Linked DNA regions of Danio rerio: region 1 is linked to region 2. A link is a contact called in public Micro-C data. All regions are on one chromosome and are shown on one strand. The core of a region is the stretch at or near the end of the contact, and the rest is flanking DNA. Distances in the headings are between cores, read along the strand shown.

Region 1 (2,700 bases), core at 54-2,553, 65 kb after region 2:
AGGCCTCGGGATTCACCTCTTTTGCCGCATCTGACAGAAGAGCGCGTCTATCCTGATAAAAGCCTCCTAGGAGAAATCCTTTTGTTCGCACTTTTTCTTGTTTCATAATATATTTTATCAGTAGGCGTTGGCCATTTTCCCCCTGCGGTTCAGCAGCAAAACTTGAAAGGTTGTGCTTTGCCATAGCACATTAAACCTTATCCACGTGTGGCGCAGCATGTTCTCTGACCCAGCTCCTCACACATTGAAATACCCCTTTTTTACTCTCTGTAACTCAATAGACAAAAATGTGTGTGACCTATGAAGCCTAATTCAGTCAACCATGGCATCTATCTATCTATCTATCTATCTATCTATCTATCTATCTATCTATCTATCTATCTATCTATCTATCTATCTATCTATCTATCTATCTTTCTAATATTTAAATACTAAATATTAAAAAAAATCTACTATTTAAAAAATCTAATTAAAAGTTCGCAACCAAAGATATAAATTTCCATCATTATTTGCTCTACATTCAAAACCGTACGAGTTTTTTTTGAACACACAAAAAGAAATACTGAAAAAAAAGATGTCATGGAATATTTTTGTTATCCAACCAACTGCAACTCTCTAAAGAATATTGTGCCTAATATTCTTAAAAAAAAAAAAAACATTTCTCACTAAAAATCTAAGCAGAAAGTTTACAACGAAGTATTCAAAATGTTTTTTTAAGTGGAACTACTGATGCCAATTAAGATTTATCTTCTATTTTTAAAAGTTCGAAGCATTAGGCTATATACTACTGTTGACTTTTAATTAATGTTTTTAAACAATACTACAATTAAACAATACACTGAATAATTAAAGAATAATTAACTTAGCATGCAATAATTTTGGCACTGTTTTACTTACAAATAAAAATATTAAAATTATGTTTTTTTTAATTAGGTCTGTTTTTTTTACCCTGTGTTTCCTGTATTGTTTATTTTATTGAGAGTTAAATGTGAATTTTATATGGTTTCAGGCAATGCCTACATTAATTATTTATGTATCGCAATCATTGTAACGGCATTATGATAATTAACTATAAAGCTACACTGCTTTTATTCGTAAAGGCCGTTGTCTGCGGTTTGTTTGTGGCGTCTAATCCAATCCGAATTTCTTATATCCAATCAGGACGCGCCGCCTCTAGAGTAAACGGAACTCACGTGGAGAATTTGGTTGAACTTCATTGTTAGAGCTGTCACCCATGAAAAGGCTTCTCCAGCGGTCCACTATAAAACCCCTGGAAGAGAGAGGGACGGCCAAGAGCTCCTTCATTCTGCCCTCTTGGACCCTAATCTACGCAAGTCTCTGCAGTGAGAGAGTGATTTCCTCGCTGTCAATTTCTAGAAAACGGTGCAATGATGTTGCCAAGTGTTATTGCGCCACCTGCCATGTATCCGAGCTTTCTGCGGCCCTCGTCGGCTCTTTCCTTGCCTCCAGCGTTACAATCGGCGTTCACCACGCACTCGAGTTTCCTTGTGGAGGACCTGTTGCGGATCAGCAGACCTGCAGCCTTCATGCACAGAAGCATCCCGTCGCCAAGTGCATCTCCTCCAGCAACAGGTGTCACAACTTTGAACACTACCTCCTCCGCAGTCCACGTCGCCATGTCTACTTCTTTGGCAAAAAGATCAAGCTCCCCGCAAACATCAATTTCCAACGATCCAAATTACCTGAAGTTTGGAGTGAATGCGATTCTCGCGTCAACAACACGAAATGGTATGGGTTTTTGTATATATAAAAAACTTGTTAATGTCAAAGAGTGTTTGCTTAAATCTAAGACGCTTTGTCATATTTAATTTGTACATTTCATTTGACTGTAGTCCACTTTATTTTGTCTCATAGCTTCACCACCACCTCCCGTGCAAGGAATGAATGCAAAAACATTTCCTTTCCCTTGTTTTGACGGATCATTCCATCCATTCATCAGAGCATCATATTTCCCAGGTGGGTCAATAGACATTTAAAGAAAGAAAAATCGCTGTCATTTCTTAATTCGGTCAAACTGATGGGCCTTCAGAATCTGCTTGCATTGCTGGAATTTGTAGGACATTGTGGAATCAGTCTCGCTAATTTGATGCCCTATTTAGCAAACGCAGTGACTGCTGACATTTTGCACCGCTTCCCCTAATCCACAAATTAGCCGGAATTGTCATGGTCCCAATTTAAGGCGGGTCCACTCTCACAAGCAAACTGTTGGCGTCTCTTCATTGCTGCCTTTTTCCCACCGAGCCAGTGTACTTAGTTACTGATTGGCAACAATGCTTTCAGCACCATGACCAATTGGTCAGCTCCCTCTGGGCAGCCACACACAGACCGGTCGTTGACTTAAGCATGCAGCTGATAGGCATTTACCAGTCATGGACTAATTCCCCTATTAGCTTCTATTCAGTGTTTCAATATTCTCACAAGACCACATAGAGTGTGGGGAGTCTTCACAGGACGTCCAAGCAAAACTTGGGTCTCATGTAGAAGCATGAAAAGTGCTTAACATTGTGTAAGTTGCTCTAATTAGGTAGCTTAAGTAGAAAAATAGGCTTAAGTTATATATAATTTAGGGTACTCCGTGACTTTGACAACCACAGTTAAATAAACGCTAAATCTATTACATAAACCTCAGATAAAACCAATAAAACCGGGTCTATTTTGCGTTAAGCTTCATGTCCATCA
Region 2 (2,700 bases), core at 11-2,510:
TACAATTTGCTTATCCCGCAATGACAGTTGGGTTTAGGGGTGGGGTTGGATGCCACGCTTCATTTTTAAAATGTCAAATTTACGTTTTCGTAAAAAATTTTTTTATAGAGTTTTCAGTGTTTTGATTCAAAACTTTTATGAAAATTACTGCATATGTCCAATAATAAAAAAATTACAAATTGTAAAAACTTTTAACATTTTGCATTGTTTTGTTGCTTTAGAAACATTTCATAAATAATTTTTAAATAAAAATGCAGTTTAATATTTTTTGCGAAAATAAAGAACAAAATTTGTTTTCATTTATGTTAACAAGGTCATAGGCAGATATTTTTAAAAAATAAGGATTAAGCCAGTAAATCTAGCAAAAATCGTTGTGTTACTTTCGACCCACGCATGTGTTACTTTCATCCATGCTGCTGACCAGGTCAAAAGAAATAATGTGCTATTTAACTATAAATTGAAATTATTTAGAAGTTGTAAAACGTGTTCAAAATACCACCCGAGAGTTTGCAATTACCACAGCAAAGATATATTTCTGTCGAAAACATAATCGTTTAAAAAATATGACAAATGGTACTATTGTCCCCTCTCTCCCCTACTCTTTATAAAAACCAACCTTTGAGAGATTTAAATGACATGATATTGACTTTTGGAAATAAGTAAAAAAAGCTGTAGGCTACATTAACAACCCCAATCTTAAACATAGCTTGTTTTCTAAAATATCGCTTTTTTGTTTCTTAAAACATGTTATTTGTAATTTGCATAGAGAACATGTAATTATTCTTGAATCCAATTCCACTTTAAATTCATTTACTGTTTTAAATATTCCTTAACACTTTATCACGCAATCATAAACTTGTCCGAATCATTCACTTCTGTGGCTGACACCCGAAACTATGTTGGATCTCATGAACAAACTTCTGCTTCTCCACGCAAGACGTTGATTGGCCCGTTTAAAGTTGGGCAACACATCTGACTGCCAACAGCAAGCGTTGCCATATTTTAATGTCATTCAAGGGTGTTAGAATGAGCAGGAGATTAGACGGGGGCCCCTAATTATTTTGGCTTTAGTTCTGGATTAACCCTCTGTTCTGTCGACTTCAATTCACACTCGCCGTTTGATGAAATGTGAACTGACATAAATTCCGCGGCTCACTTTCAATCCGATTATGCAGTTAAATCACCGCAGTTCGAACCCAAGCAAGAGACTCTGGCGGGCCGCTATTCTCCGGGTCCACCGAAGCCCTGACAGCTCCTCCCAGAAACACAGGGACCCACGCTACCTCCTCACAGGACCCACGCTACACTCTTAACCCCGCATGAATAGCGCCTATTCAGCGAGGTAACGCTCAAGCACAACCTAAATATTGTTTTATGAGCTGCAAAAAGGTGACACCTTCAAAATAATGCTCGTTTCGCAAATTCCCATCGTCCCGCGTCTTTCTAAAGGAAGGAACAGCTCCATGTTACAATGACCGGGTTTGTGTTGTTTGGATTAAGAGCAAGAAACCGACTTACCGTTGAAAACGTTTAAATTCATAGCGTTATTCCGGTGCAGTCGAGTTGAAAAGACACGGTGTTTAGCGTCTTTCTCAAGGGAACGGCTTCGTTTTGGCAGCGTGAGGGAGATCATTTGTTTACAAGTGTCCGTGTATGTCCCCGATAGCGCATTCACGCAAATTAATTAACATTTATTTGTGCTAATGACTGTCTGAAATTATAAAAGGTAGAATTGTTTTAAAAAATGGTCCTGTCTACCGAGTTTGAAGTTGACTAATGTTTAGAAAGATGCTTATTATGAGTAAAACCAATTTTATTAGAGCTTAGACGACTTCTGACCTGCTTAACAAAATACTTATTTATTTAGTTTACACATTTTAAACTTTACATTTAAATTTTAATAAACATTTTGCTTAAGTTTACACATTTTAAAGTTTGAATTTAAACTGTATTAAACATTTTAAGATCTTTGAACAAATGTAAACAATCTAAAGCAATGACCATGGAAATTAAAGACTTAAATAATTTAAATATGTTTTCCTAAATATTTTCCTATAAAAATGAAATATACCGCTGTAAAATTGCATTACCAGTTATTTTTTAAAGCAATAATCGTCCTCTTGTATTAATTTAGTGTTCATGAGAAACTTTAGGATGCTTTGTCCGATGTTGTGTTTTGTTTGTCTTCCAGCAGAGGGCAATGTCCGCGCGGATCCTGCAGCGAAACTGTTTGCAATTCATAATTCTCTAAGCCATCTAAGACTATTTAAGTGGGTTTTCCCATGAATGTGCAATGCATTTTCACAGTAATTATGATCACACGGATCTGAATAATAAATGCTTCATTTTCACAGTGCTGATATAGTAGCTCCATGAAGTAAAAAGGATGGCTTTATTTGGACACTCACACAGTAAATGTTTGATTTGGTTAAAATATGAAATCATATAATTAGTATTATAAAATGTTTATATATAAAGTTATAAATCAGTCTAGTAGTAATAGTAATAATAATAATTTTAAAATGACAGTAATAAATAAATTCTATATTATAATTGTATACATGAATTATTTGTTCATGTTTAGTTTTTCCTCAATTTCTGTTTAACGAAGATTTTCAACACATTTCTAAACATAATAATTTTAATAATTCATTTCTAATAACTGATTTATTTTATCTCTGTCATGATGATAGTAAATAA

What was found. Hi-C and Micro-C count contacts between places; a contact is called where the count stands out from the background.
Region 1: a contact with region 2 is called in a Micro-C map of caudal fin, with 5 times the contacts expected there. The contact joins the promoter of dbx1b here to the enhancer-like site in region 2. A contact is called at or near these places in 6 of 18 Hi-C or Micro-C datasets (caudal fin, embryo and gastrula embryo) and 1 of 4 datasets of contacts at active chromatin or transcription factors (caudal fin).

Annotation. Positions count from the first base shown.
Region 1 is chr25:15,447,721-15,450,420 of GRCz12tu, forward strand. It overlaps dbx1b (developing brain homeobox 1b), which reads left to right and starts at 1,304. Exons shown (of 4, transcript NM_131178.1): 1 at 1,304-1,749; 2 at 1,876-1,977. The coding sequence starts at 1,389.
Region 2 is chr25:15,382,796-15,385,495 of GRCz12tu, forward strand. No RefSeq gene overlaps it. Among named protein-coding and RNA genes, the nearest start is that of exoc3l1, 9.2 kb to the left of the region's middle. Within about 2 kb of position 1,261, at least 36 of the 62 cell types and tissues checked have an H3K27ac peak or open chromatin away from gene starts, as enhancers often do. A contact at or near this core is called in caudal fin and gastrula embryo, where this site is marked.